Regions from separate parts of the Mus musculus genome. Here all the other regions are linked to region 3. A link is a contact called in public Hi-C and HiChIP or PLAC-seq data. All regions are on one chromosome and are shown on one strand. Each heading gives the region's core, a stretch centred on a gene start, on an enhancer-like site or on the middle of the called end of the contact. The rest is flanking DNA. Distances are from core to core; before and after follow the strand shown.

What was found. Hi-C and Micro-C count contacts between places; a contact is called where the count stands out from the background. HiChIP or PLAC-seq counts read pairs in DNA pulled down with a chosen protein or histone mark.
Region 1: a contact with region 3 is called in a Hi-C map of CD8 T cells, with 3 times the contacts expected there. The contact joins two enhancer-like sites. A contact is called at or near these places in 1 of 484 Hi-C or Micro-C datasets (CD8 T cells) and 2 of 9 other capture datasets (adipose tissue and liver).
Region 2: a contact with region 3 is called in an H3K27ac HiChIP or PLAC-seq map of microglia, with 2.9 times the contacts expected there. The contact joins two enhancer-like sites. A contact is called at or near these places in 3 of 115 datasets of contacts at active chromatin or transcription factors (bone marrow-derived macrophages, microglia and pancreatic cancer cells) and 3 of 9 other capture datasets (adipose tissue, liver and pancreatic islet).

Annotation. Positions count from the first base shown.
Region 1 is chr15:27,924,076-27,928,890 of GRCm38.p6, reverse strand. The region is part of intron 1 of Trio (triple functional domain (PTPRF interacting)); the gene reads left to right. Among named protein-coding and RNA genes, the nearest start is that of Gm29975, 69 kb to the left of the region's middle. Within about 2 kb of position 2,235, at least 145 of the 459 cell types and tissues checked have an H3K27ac peak or open chromatin away from gene starts, as enhancers often do. A contact at or near this core is called in CD8 T cells and adipose tissue, where this site is marked.
Region 2 is chr15:27,853,619-27,858,079 of GRCm38.p6, reverse strand. Trio (triple functional domain (PTPRF interacting)) reads left to right here. Exons shown (of 57, transcript NM_001081302.1): 12 at 1,846-2,015; 13 at 3,025-3,199. Among named protein-coding and RNA genes, the nearest start is that of Gm29975, 140 kb to the left of the region's middle. Within about 2 kb of position 1,464, at least 65 of the 459 cell types and tissues checked have an H3K27ac peak or open chromatin away from gene starts, as enhancers often do. A contact at or near this core is called in bone marrow-derived macrophages and microglia, where this site is marked.
Region 3 is chr15:27,722,067-27,726,952 of GRCm38.p6, reverse strand. No RefSeq gene overlaps it. Among named protein-coding and RNA genes, the nearest start is that of Otulinl, 43 kb to the right of the region's middle. Within about 2 kb of position 1,337, at least 119 of the 459 cell types and tissues checked have an H3K27ac peak or open chromatin away from gene starts, as enhancers often do. A contact at or near this core is called in CD8 T cells, adipose tissue, bone marrow-derived macrophages and 1 more, where this site is marked.

The DNA.
Region 1 (4,815 bases), core at 986-3,485, 200 kb before region 3:
CAAGCGGGAAGAGACGTCTGTGTGGCCTCAGCATGAGGGTCAGTGGCCACAACCACCAGAAGCCTCTGTCCTTTCTTAGTGCCCAGCTGGAGTAGTAAGAGAACATCCCACCATTAGAGCTCTTCCTTGGTAACTTAGCCATACTCTCTCAAGTCAGGACAGTTACCACAACTGCCCAGAGTCTAGCCCTGCTCTGAGGGGGCCGCAGAGCACCATGGGCAAGCTTGTGTGGAGCCTGTCCTGGCTTTGACTTACTAAGTTCCAGCATCCCCAGAGAGTCTAGGAAGGTGATGCACTGTGGGCAGGATGGTCATATCCCAAGGCTTACCTGAGTCCTCAGGCAAAGGATGCTTAGAGTCGCACCCCTCCTCTCCTCCCATCTCTGCTGGCCTTTGCACCCAGCATGCATCTTCCTTTGGACCAGTGAAGATGCTTCATGATACCAAGAGGGAGGCCAGTTCTTCCACATGTGGTCCACTCTTATGCAAAGGAAGATAGCTCAGTGGATGAAGTCTTGCCCCTCAGTGTAAGGACTAGCCGTAATAAGATACCTGGTATCCACATGAATACTGATGGCCATGAAGGGATTCCCTGGGGCAGGTCACTAGGTTAGGGTAACCAGGAGAATGTTGTGTTCAAGTGTGAGACCCTGCCTCAATGTATACTGTGGAGAGCAGTCAATGAAGGCAGTTATTTCCCTTGAATGTTACTAGATCTTTTTTACTTAACGGCCATATTTTATTCTGTCTTTAAAAAGCCCTTCCTTTTCTAAGCGTGGAAAGAGGATTTGAGGTGCAGTCGCAGTTGCAGGAGATGAGGGGATGGTGGGTTGAGGTGGTGGATAGAGAAGGGAAATGGTGTTCTCTCTCTTGTTAACTTGAGCAGGTTTTCCTCAGCCGCCATACTCTGTAGTGTCTTACCCTCTTACCAGGATCCAGCAGGAAAGGAAGTCACCCAGGCCTGTCTGATGTGATTTTCCCTGCTCTGAAATGGGCGTAGGGCAGGGCACCAGGCCTGGTTAAGTGTTGAGTAAATTAATGGCTTTAGCTTTCAAGGCCGTATGCCGCCCACATTGGGATAAAGCTATAATCTTGAGGCAGCTGGACAGGTTCATTACCCATGAGCAAAGTTATGCTGGTCCTGTTTCTTGGACAGGAAGCCATTAGCCTGTAGGATCGCGTCAGGGCTAGTGTTTCTTCAGCAGTCACATCTTCCACCACATAGAAGGACCTGGAAGAAAATGTCAGACTTGACTGTTTAGAATTCAACCTAAAATCAAACAAGTTATGAAGCATGAGTTGTCCTCCCTAGGTTTCTTACACGATTCCACATCCCCTGCCACGCCCCACCACCCCCCCCCCCCCCACCAGAAATTACCTGGATGGCCCACCTTGATTGTGACTGGTCCCTCAGCACAGATGAACTGCAGCGCACACTAAGAAAACAGGGACAGAACTGTCAAGGCAAGTAGGGTGGCTGAAGCACGGAAGGACAATGTCAGCTGTGTCTTGGGCCTCCATGTTCCGGGTCTTGCCTTGGTCGTCTGGGGTTTATTTCCATGCCAGCGACGATGCAGTGCTTGGGTGGGAACGGGTGGTAGTTAAGATTGTCCAGCTAATCACAGCCTCCCCACCTCAGATCAGTAACAGCAGCGCGTGCCCAGATGCGCACCTGTCAGACGGACCCGCCTGGGAGTGGAGTCGAGGCTGTTCTCTGCTCTCGTGCATGTTTTGTTCTCTATTCGACGATAAGCGTCTTCAAACAGGGACTGTGCAGGTTGGGGAATCCCCAGGGCTTAGCAGATCAGTGTGTGTAAAAGTTCTGTCTGAACACGAGCGCCAAGTGAACCAAACAGCTCGAGGCTCCATCGGGGAACTGGCTACTACAAAGTTCTGCCACATTCTTGGATCTCATTAAAGATACGCCCTTCTAGTGAGTTTCATGTTGGAATTAAATCCATGAAGCCTTTACCTCATTGACACATTTAAGGGTCCGTGACTTACTGGAGTGTATTTGTAACAGACAGACCTACAATATCCTAATTTTGCTGAATATTTAGCAACTTTGGTTTATGTATAAACAAGATAATGATTTAAGTATTGTTTAGATGTAACTCGTGGCCACTCAAATTAATTGATTACTTATTAAGACTCTCAGCCTTGAGTAGTAAAAGCAGAGGCTGACAAGATAGGCAGGGCCCCTGAAGCCCGGGGAAGTCCCCTGCAGGAAGGAAGTCCCCAGCCACAACCCAGGTCACAGGGGCTGAATTGACAGTTTACATGTTAGAGAAGCTAGAAGTCTTGTTGGTGGTTCGAGGATAGCCAGACCTACAAAGAGAGACCCTGTCTCGAACTACAAGCAAGCAAAAGAAGTGGGCAGGAGCCAACGTAGGGGTCAGGGACACTGGTGTGGCGATCAACTATAATAATCCGTAAGATTTACTAATGTGTAAGGTAATAAGATTTGGAGCTTAAATCCAAACCGGTGCTCATTGCTGGGATCAAGTCCTTTGTCCCGTGGCATCTGAAGTCTCAGAAGCCTTGGTTCTCCTTATTTGTTTCCTGTCTTTCCTAGTAATGGTCACCAACAGGCAGGCGGACACGACCGAAGCAAGCCTGTTGGCCACACCTCGCACTCACAGAAGTTTAAGTTGTGTTCCGTTCCTGTTGCAGAAAACATATGGCAGAAACCCCGAGATTCGTTCTGTCAGCTGTTCCACTTGAGCCCTCTGGGACTCGGGGACTTGGGACACATATGTGCTGACATGTAAAACAAAGAAGTTCTGTCTGGAGTTGTGTGGAGTTGACGTAGCTTCGTTCCCTCAAGCCCAGGCTGGTCACAAAGTCTCATGACTAAAGCATTTCCTTGCAACTGTTTTTGGGTGAACCCTGCTAACTGCAGAGAAGCAGGCCTCTGATGCCTGCACACTTCCTGCTCCTGCTCCCCCCCCCCCCCTCTCTGCAGTGAAAGTGCAGAAATGAGCCTCCTCCTAAGCATTCTCCCTTCGTATGCTCCACCCTTCCTTCCTTCATCAGAGGTGAGACCAACAGTGATTAGGGCAGAAAATAATGTTTTAATTACATTGCAACAACCCCAAAGTAAAACCTTTTCCTATCTTAAACTACAAATGAAGGACTCGTCGTTAAGTACACGAGACAGCAAGAGAACCAGTCACTTTTAGTGCCTGGCCATTGTGAGCAGGTTGGCAACTTTAGAATATGGTTAGTTCTGTGTTTTTGTGAACTGTACTCAGGAGCCCAGTTGTAGACTGGTGGTGAGGTTTGCCAGCTGCAAAGGGTGTTGTTTTCCTAGGGTTAAATGGCTGCTTGGGGTTTTCTGCCGTGCTCCCCATACGGTGGGACACAGTGCCCAGTGACTGTGACCAGTATTTAGGTCATTTCCAGGATGTGGCAAAGGCTTGAGTGCTACAGGCGCTGAGTGGGTTATGTATCCAGTATTAGGGTTCCCAGTGTGTGCAGTGTGCACACGTATTTCTGGGAACAGGAATGATGGGAGTGGGTTTTTGGTGATGCGTGTAGGAGTTCAAAGGGTCAGAAGTTGAGCGTCTGTCTGGTTGGGATTCTTTCATTTTCGCCTGGGGAGAGAATAAGTATTGGCAAGCGAGCGAGGCTGCACAGGAGGCAGATGTCACATCTGAAGGATTATGTCATGTCAGGGAGTGTGTGTCTTACGGGAAGGCATCAAGAAGCCACAGAGGGGCATCGTGGAAAACTTATGGAGAGCAGTAGAAGGAGGTGTGAGCTAGAAGCCGATTTCAAGGCGAGTGGTGGGGTCAGAAGGACTACTGACCACTGATTAGGAGGCTGCAGATACAGCAAGGCCACCTGCGGGAATTCCACGGTGGGGTGGAAGGCAAGGGGAGCCAGGCGAGGCTATTTAAATGAATGAAATGCTTGATGTGATAATGGATCAGGATTTCTCTTAACAATCAATCTTGGTTGGGCTGGTATCCATTCACATAGCTCAGGGATCGAGTTTTATCGCTCTGGGTCAATTCCCCGGGCTCTTCTGCAAAGCAGTCTGTGGATCAGGTTGGCTTTACTGAACCATGTGTGCATGTATGCATAAGTGAGAGGCACATATGTAATTAGGGTGGCGTCTGCTGTCAGGCTTTATAGCACACATGCACACAGAGAGACACAGAGAAAGAGACAGACAGACAGACAGAGGCACAGGGAGATGGGGGGGGGGGGGACAGGTTGCCCATGTGATTTATTTTGAATCACTTAGTCAGAGAAATGCAATTTCTCTGTTTGCTTCTTTGTTGGTCTGGGATCAGAAGATTAAGGGTGCCCTTGGCCATATTTCCTTTTTATTTTATGAAACTAGAAGAAGCTGGAACCCCTTTTATAATAATAACCACTATATAATAATAGCCGTTATACAATATAATGCCTTTGGACAACTGGCCTATTATATATTATGAATTAACTTCCAATGTACCATTAATGCATAGTTAAAACATCAACAAAGTCTACTGATTTCTTCGTTCGTTTAAGGCATTTGTAATACTCTTAACAAGCCTTTCATCCTTTGGCAGTTCAGCTTGTCCTGTATACTTTGTGGGTAAGAAATGAAAAGCCAGAGCTATATGTTGACGTTTCCTTGAGTCAGTAAAGCTTGTGCTCTTCTTAACTGTGTGCTGTTATAGGCTGTCACTAATAAGACAGGATGAGTTAGCCAATCAGGTGGTTATTACTAAACATTAGAATCCGCTTTGTCGTTATTTCCATGTGGTGGTTTGTGGACACATCTACATTCCCGGTGCATGTGATTCATCCTCGTGTCCAATCT
Region 2 (4,461 bases), core at 215-2,714, 130 kb before region 3:
CATTGGAACCCAGTGGGTGAGTTCTGTGTTTGGTTAGCCAACCACCCTCGCAGTGCCACTGGTCTGGTGGAAGGCAGCTGTTAGCTTAGGAAAGTCCACTGACTTGGTCATCACAGCAGGCTAAACGCTTGGACTCATCAGGGGAACAGTGCAGTCCACTTTGCTAAGGGGTTGGTTATTGCTTGGAGCAGCATTTGCTTTCTGTTTCTTTGAGAAGACTCCTGTCGTCTATTGCGTTAAGTTGAATCCATCCTGTGTTAATTACAGAGTGCTTAGCTTGTGGAGCACACCTGTCTGCACAGATGTTCCACTGCATCTTCCTTCACTTGTTGTCTTGGTAATTCCTCCATGAGCATGGAGATTTCTTAGATCCTGTCCTACCAAGCTGCATCATAGAGAATTTAGCTGATGTGTGTGGCCCACAGTTATGCTTTGCTAAAGAGTTTCTCCAGCCTTACTCCAAACCTTAAGGCTAAACAGTACCACTGTGGTACTACTGTGCACTGGAGTGCTAATGTGTGATTCAGGTGGTACCACCGTGGTACTGCTGTCCAGCTCCACTCTGGTGCGGTTGCAACCCCCATAGAGCGCTGTACAGTGATATCTAGAATTACAGCGCAGTACAACCTATGGCAGCTAAGTGTGGTTTCCACAGAGAGTCTCAGAGCCAGCTGGCAGATCTTCAGGATCGTGAAGCTCTTGTCCTTTTTATCATTTGTAAGTGCAGCCACTGTGCTGGCACGCAGGGAGTGAATGCAGAAACAAAGGAAAGCACAGGTGAGATCCTTACTGGCAGTAAACCTCCGAGGATGGTGTAGGCCTCAGGAAGGGTTACCAGCTTCCTTCACCCGGGGTCCTTTCCCCTTGATCTACAGGATGAGTCAAGCAGCCTTTATTTAAGACTGTATAAGTAAAGTTCTCGTGTTATGAAACTTGACAGTGTACACAAAGACAGACAGTGCAAGAACAGTTAACAGATATTTAATATCTTTAGTAAAATTAACCTGTAGCACCATGGGTAACTTGGCTGAGAAATAAAAACTTTATCAGCACTTTTCTTATTTAAAATGGCCTACCAGATTCAAAACATCTATTGTAACAGGAAGAACATATTTTATATATGTGGTACTTGCCATCCAATGAGCAGGCACAGAGTTGATGTTTTAAGCTCTTCTGTTTTGGAAAATATAGACATAGAATTCAGGTTCCAAATCCTAGATGGGAGGAGCCAAGACCCACTGTGATCACACTGTCTTCCCATAGTAGGATGAACACGCTGCGTGACAGGCAGCTGGTCCTGGGTACGGTCCTCTCCATCACGCAGCTGTGGTGGGGAATAGTTTAACCTGGTGTTCTCTGCTCTGCTTCGAGGGACCTGAAGCACCAGTGTCTGACTGGTGGCTTAATAGTGAAGTGTCGTACCTCTGCTGAGACCAAAGCAGGAGTCAGGTCTCTGAGCAAGCGCCTCTGTGCTCGATGACGGATGTTCCTGTTGTCCGAGTGACTCGGTGTTTCCACGGTGCTCAGACTGGGCCTCTGCAGAAGGGCAGCGTGCCTTCTCTTCCCTTTCCTTTTTCTCCCCGGTGACAGCCTCTTCCGCCACGCTGCCGGTTTATTTTTGCCCCACACTGCAGTGGCATGTTGCGCTCTCTCTGCATGTGTCCCACTAGTTGCTGGACTCTTCAGGACGCTCTCTCTCCTTTTCCCTCCCCCTTCTTCCTTCCTTCCTTTCTTTCTTCCTTCCCTCTCTCGGGGAGCAGCCCGCCACCATCCTCTTCCCCATGTGAGTGGCCTGGTGTCTGCAGCCCTCACTCACAGTGCCCTCTGCCGTCTGTCTGTCTGCAGCTCTGGACATGGCTGGAGGAGTTACAGAAGGAACTGCTGGACGACGTGTACGCCGAGTCGGTGGAGGCCGTGCAGGACCTCATCAAGCGATTCGGCCAGCAGCAGCAGACCACCCTGCAGGTGACTGTCAACGTGATCAAGGAAGGAGAAGACCTCATCCAGCAGCTGAGGTGGGCCTCAACCCCCCTCCACCCCCACCCCCACCTGGTCCCTCGCAGATCCAGAGCTGCACAGCAGGTTCCTGCCTTTATCAGTCCTTGAACAAATAGTTCCAGTGTCCTCTCCAGAAGGCCAGGGAGAGTTTTCTCCTCATCCCCACCCCCAAACCCCGTTAGTTTTTCAGCTGCGTAATTGTCTGTCTTAACACTAACAACTGTGGGAATTTGACTCTGTTAGCATTACTTCAGCATCACCTTACTAAGACTTCCTTAAAAAGGATGAGGTTGAATCTCTTCTAAGATCACGTCCTCTGGTCCCCTCAACCTGCCTGGAGGTGACATCCTTCCGTTCCTCTGGGCAGGAGGCAGGGCCAGCTTGCCTTTGTTTCCTTTGGAGGCAGATTTGAAAATTCCTTTTATTGAGTCACAGGGTGGGGGCACTGGGGGGGCAGACACACACTTAAGGGTAGCCCCCTGCTCCGAACTCACACATCAGCTGAAGAAGAGTCACTGACTCAGTAGTGTTACATGATTTTTCCCCTTCCCTAAGAGAGGGAGATGTTACTTAGTCAGGGTTTCATTGATTGATTAGAAGTTAACCTCCCGGGGAGGAGGAGGAGGAGGAGGAGGAGGAGGAGGAGGAGGAGGAGGAGGAGGAAGAGGAGGAGGGAGGAGGAGGAGGAGGACCACTGCAGTGACTGGGCACCAGCTGTTCTCTCTATTAAGGTGGTTTTCTGTGATAGTTGATTTCTGTGAGAGAGCCATGCAGAGCTCAGCTGGGAGGAACACAGCCGTGGCTCTGCAGCCTCAGGCATGGTGGGACAAGCCGCCCAGAGGAAGGGGCTGGCGGTGTTTTGCTAGAGGACAGCGTCTTCCCTTTTCTGAGACAAAGTCCAGCTTCCTGCCAGCCTTCTTCCCCTGAAGATTTGCGTTGCCGGATCTGGTGTCTAACAATGTGAGACTTTCTTATTCAATTCCTGTTTGTCTCATTGAAGTCCCGTCTCCTTCTTCACCCGCACAGGGACTCCGCCATCTCCAGTAACAAAACTCCGCACAACAGTTCCATCAACCACATCGAGACGGTGCTACAGCAGCTGGACGAGGCTCAGTCCCAGATGGAGGAGCTCTTCCAGGAGCGCAAGATCAAGCTGGAGCTCTTCCTGCAGCTGCGCATCTTCGAGCGGGATGCCATCGATGTAAGTGGCCAGCCCCTGCCCTGGAGCCCTGTCCCTGGATGCCTTCCTGTGTCCTCCACTCCTGCGCCTCTACCAAGCAAGGAGAGGGGTGAGACACAAGGAAGAACAGACACTTCCTTGGCCATTGGGGAGGCCCGGTGGTCAGCTCTGCACTCTGGGTGGGAGACTGCAGGGGGCCAGGGAGAAGACCAGGGGGACAGTGCAGGCAGCAAGGACAGAGTGTATGGAGTACCAGGGGCAAGCGAAGCTCTTGGGCAAAAGGAAGCAGCAGGTAACAAGACAGAAGGGTGTGAGGCCACGGTGCAGGGATGAAGAAGGGGCCTCCCTGACCAGGAGTCGGCTATCGCGTTCCCCAGGGGCAGATCAGCCCTGCTTGAGCAGTGCAGGATGGCACTGCACTCTCCCCTTGTAGAGAGAAAACAGCCTGTAAGGTGGGAGAGCCTCTTCCTCCCCTCACAAGTCCCTCCATCTTCTGTTTTCTCTCTGAATAAAGGGGCTGACTGCAGCCCTTGTATTTTAAGGAATAGAAATCGACCCCCACGAATATACCCTCTGATTTTTCTATAATTTCTACCAAAAGTGTACTTTTATATTTGATGCGTACAGAGAAGAAAGACATGCGCTTCTTTCATCTTCATTCTGCAAAAGGGGGAGGTGGCTCTGTGCTCTGCAGAGAAAGATCTTTCCTGCTTGATGTCATGGAGCAGACTTAGTCTGAATGAGCGAGCGTGACTGATCTGTCAGACACTTCGAGAAGAACTTCCTAAAACTTTAAAGCTTGCATGAGGCTCATGTCCTAGTGCCTGGCTGTTTATACACCCGGCAGTCAGGATTGCCACATGAGTCTTCTTCACTCAGGACCTCTGGACTGCCAAGGTCTAGCCTGTGACTGTAGGAGTCTGTCATAGCACCTCTGGGCCACTCGGGTCTAGCCTGTGACTTGAGGGGTCTGTCTCACTCAGCATCTCTGAACCTCTCAGGTCTAGCCTGTGACTGCAGGCATCTGGCAGTGCATTATCGTGGGACTCGCTCACTGCCTCTCCTGAGTTAGAGCTCACCCACAGTACCTATGGGGTACACACCCTGGCTAGGCCCTGAGGTGCCACCAGAGGCTTGGAGACTGGTACAGAGGAGACAAGGGCCCAACAGACTGCCCTGGGTCCTCTTAGCTCTAGGGAGGTCCTATGTGAGCTGATCCTGCCTGCACATTAGCCTCACCTTGCTTGGTGGCTGTGGAGATGGCAGAGTCCTCCAGCAGGCAC
Region 3 (4,886 bases), core at 88-2,587:
GTGATGATGCAAAGGGTAACTGCACCAAGCCTCCTCTGGTGCTACTCTGTCATTAGAGAGGATGGATGTGCTGTTGTGGGTGGGTGGAATCAAAACTATAAGCTCCCCCCACAGTCTTCTCTGGTACCAGTAAGAGCAGACACTCTGCCTGGCAGAGTGGTACTGAGCCACAGCAAGAAAGTCCAATTCTTCTCCCACCGGGGTTCCCAACCAAAAGCAAACGGGTTTCAAGGAAGTGTTTCTACCAATTACCAGGCTCAGGAGTCTCTGAGCCCTTCCCCAGCTTCCTTGCAGTCAGTCGCAAGTACAGTATGTCTGCACTTTAGCCATGAAGGACTTCCTCGGTTGGCACCTGAGCTGTCTCTTACCAGCCAAGCACAGAGGAACCCAAGGCACAAGTACACTACATCTCTCTGCCAACTGCAAAACTCAGTGCTAAAAACAAAAAATTGAAGAGAGCTGTGCAGAAATCCCGGGGCCTTCTGCAACAGCTAGCTCCACCTCTGTACCAGCGTCTACTTCCTGTCTGTGTAGGATCTGCCCTTCACATCCTATGGGGGCCCAAGTAACTCTTCCTTGGAGTCCCCTTCGTGAGTACAACACCCAGTAAAGCCTCATTTGGATGCTATTGCTTCTCTCATCGTGATTTCTGTTTTGAATTGAGCAAGAGAGTCTGGTTAACCTCATTGCCTAAACCTAGAAACACAAAGAGCTAGCGACACACCAAAATGAGCTGGTGATGTCGGCACGAGCGATGCTTTGCCCATTCCTAATGTCCCTCTTGAGTCAAGCAAAGAATATAGGCTGCTTGTACTGGCTCCCCACTTGGCATCGTCAAGCACAATCAGGGATTTCGTGCCTCATTCAGGCAGGGCAGGGGTAAAGTTGTGGCTCTGCATTTGTCTACTTGTTGTGTTGAAACTGCACTTTCTGCTTTGATGTGTTGCCAGAGAAGGGTAGCCACTCAGCCGTTGCCTGAAAACTCCTTAGCAGTTGGGCCTCATCCTTAGTGCAGGCGCAGGCTTTGTGGGGTCCTTTGGTCTCCACCAGTTGTCACTTCCAGGCTGCTGGCTACTTCAGCTCCAAGTATGGGCAGATGCCACAAAAAGAAATCTCGAAGACCTGAGGTCTCTGGGTACTCTGCATCTTCTCCTCACTTTGCAGAGATTTCCTGCACTCTTCACAGACAAAGCCCAGGGCTGTTTGTTGGAGTCAACAGGAGAAGGAAAGAGAATGTGAACTCTGTCCTCCCAGACGCTGAAGTCTAGGATCAGACTCGCTCTTGAAGCTTCATAGCTTTAGGGTTATATGACATCTACTTCCTAAGACACGTGACCTGCTTGGTTTTCTTTTCACAGTAGGCACTACAGTGGTGAGTGTCAGAAGTTAAGCTCTGCAATCATCTGCTATCTGGTAACTTCTGGAGACTTATTTCATATAGAAATCCTACTTAGCCATTAACACTTGCTCATAATACCCAGAGCATAATGATGACAGACAGGAAATGAGAGACTAGACAGGCCAGTGAGCACCATGATTACTGCACACAGTACACAGTGAGGACACATGCATGGGGACTCGTTGCCTCTGATCTTGAAAAGGATCTGGAAGGAGGGAGAAGAAGACAACGGACTTAAATGATTGCTAAAACAGACAGTACAAAGGACTGTCTCACAGAGGTCTGAGACAACAGTTGAGCTGGGCCTTGAAGAGAAGCAGAACCTCCAGAGAGGAAGCAGGCATCACACCATTGGGTCTGTGGTTTGCTATAGAGGGCGGGACTCTTGGGAGACTGGATCTGACAGGATTTGCTTCCTCAGCTATCTCTCCTGATACCATTTCTTCTTCACCATTCAGGAGCGTTACAGTGTTATCTTTTGCTCTGTCTGTCGCTCCTCTGCTGGCAGCTCAGCTCAGGGCTTCTGTTCAGGTCTGTCAAGCTCCTCTCATCTACCTCCTAGTGCAAGATACAGGTTTGGCATTCAAAGGCTCTTGTGAATGTTCAAGGAAAAGAACAGAGTATAGCAAGCTGATGTCAGCACCAGCATTAGAGGAAACACACTTTGCACTGCTATTGAAAGCTGAGAGCCTCTTCCTCCGGTGGGGTCTACCCACCGGTTCTTTATGACTCCACTTATTCCTGTTAAGGAGCTCAAATAGCAACGACTGTGTCAGAATGCCTGGTAGGAAGCAGGGCGGGAGACACACTGGGCTGATAGCTGGGGAACTGCTTAGGATGCACGGGGCCCATTTCCATCCTGACTTTTCATTGTTTACACCAAGAGAGAAAAGATACAAAGCATCTAGGGGTTTTTTGGTTTTTGTTTTTTTCAAACACGGAAACCATCTTGTAGTACAAGACCCTCCTACACAATGGATTTTCGCCAGAGCTCACCAAAGAAGACAGGAAGTCAGAGGACCTCGATTTCCTGTTTCAGTTTTTATGGCTGAGCAGACAAACAGGAGGCATAAAGGAGCGGTGAGCAGACCCCACCCTCACTTGCCTGAACTGTGGCCTGACCTGGTTTCTCTGAGGCACCTCCTCTTCCCACAAGTTTCCCTTGAGCCACCTCAGTTACTGTATCCCATTCTGTGCGACAGTGATACAAGCTATCACAAAATCCGTGCTTTCACAGGGGCCAGTATCCAGGGTCAGGATTGGAGGCAGGAGGAGAGGTGCCTGAGAACACCCCTCCCCCGTCAGTCTTCTGAGGTCCAATGGGAGAATTCTGCTCCTTCTGCATTCTTGATGCAGACTTGATGTGTGATCCCTTCCAACCTCAGGGCCAGCACTTCCACGTCTTTCTTTGTCCCATTTTCTCATTGCCTGCATCTAGTCGAATCTGCCCCTGCCTCCCTTTTTGGGTCATCCCCTTTAGGATCATCTGGATAATCCAGAAATTCCCTCCATCTCAAGATCCTTAATCACTTCCTCCTAGGCAGAACCGGTAGAGTTCATTGGTTCTAAAGATTAGGACGCTAATCACTCCTAAGAGGCCACGCCCAGCCTGTCACACCAGCTCCACGCTGACAGCTCCTAGCTCTGTCCCCAGCATGGTTCCCTGACTTCTGGATAACTAATTAACTCTATGTGCACTTCACAGCTCTCCTCCACCCACATGTCAACCCCTCACTGTCATCTTCAGCCAGAAACCTCAGCAACACTGTCTGTCCTCTGTGTCCCCAGCTCTCCACGTTCTAGGTCTATCTTCAAAACAGCCCTCTTGAGAGGAAGGAGATGGCTCAGCGGATAAAGTCCCTGTGTGGAAGTGTGAGGACCAAAGTTTGGATTCCCCCACACAAAAAGGCAGGTATGGATGGGCACCGCCGTGCAAGTTTTAATTATCTCTTTTATGTTAGCATTTTCTTTTTATTATTTAAAACAATTTTTAAGTTTAAACATATTATAATCACATTCTTTTCCTTCCCCCGATCCTCTCCCCTCCCTACCAACCCATCTTTAAGTTTTCCTTAAAAGTTCAGTACGACCCCCCCCCGCCCGCCCCAAGCTAAGGAATAAAAAAACACACCCCAAACAAAAACAAAGACAAAAACAAAACTCATCTCATCAAATTGTGACCAAATAAAAGCACACGCACACATACTCGCTCACACACACTTGCATGCACACACACACACACTCACACATACACACACACCTAAAAGAAAAACTTGTGGAGTCTATTACTCAACTACTCCTGAACATGAGGCCTTCCTCTCCTGGTATACTTGATATACTCTCTGTCACTCTATTGAGGAAAACTGATTTCTCTCTCCCAGCAAGCATAAGTTACAGTTCAATTGTTAACTTTTACCCTAGTGGCTAGGTTTTTATTCATTCGTTCATTCATTCATTCATTCATTCATTTGTTCATTCAAAAAATATAGCAAAATAAAATACAGTAAGATAAAACAAAACTAACACATCAAAGTTGTACAAGAAAAACCAGCAGAAGGAAAAGAGCCCCAAGAGAAGGCACAAGAATCAGAGACCCACTCATTCACATACTCAGGAGTCCCGTAAAAAACACTAAACTGGAAGCCATAATATACACAGAGAAGACCTAGTGCAGACCCGAGCAGGCCCTGCGTGTGCTGCTTCAGTCTCTGTGAGTTTATCTGGGCTACCTCCTGTTGATTCGGAAAGCCTTGTTCTCTGGATGTAAGGGTCACCAATGATGTAAAGGTCATCCCCTCTGGTTCTTAACTGCTTTCTCATCCTCTTCCAATGGGGTTCTCTGGGCTCTGTGGGGGTGGGGGAGGGATTGCCTGGAGACATCCCACTTAGGGCTGAGTGTTCCAAGATCTCCCACTCAGTGATAATGTCTGGCTGTGGATCTCTGTGTCTGTTCCCATCTGCTGCAGGAGGAAGTTTCCTCTGATGATGGCTGAATAAGGCACTGAGCTATGAGTATAGAAAGATGTCATTAGGAGTCATTTACCACTATACTTCTCTCTCCCTCTCCCTCTCCCTCTCCCTCTCCCTCTCCCTCTCCCTCTCCCTCTCCCTCTCCCTCTCCCTCTCCCTCTCCCTCTCCCTCTCCCTCTCCCTCTCCCTCTCCCTCTCCTTCCTCTCTCAGACCAGTATCAGTTATCTAGTCTCAGGCTCCTGATCACCCAAGCGGTGATGGCTATGTGATACATTTACACAATGGAATATCACTCAGCTTTTTTTTTAAAAAATTACATCATGAAATTTGCAGGCAAATGGATGGAACTAGAAAATATATCATGCCGAGTGATATATCCCAGACTCAGAAAGACAAATATGCTATGCAATCACTTACATGTAGATATTAGCTATTAAGTTGATGATAACCAAGCTACAATCCATAGCACCACAGAGGGTGTTGTGCCCATTCCTAGAACCACAAAAGACCACCCAG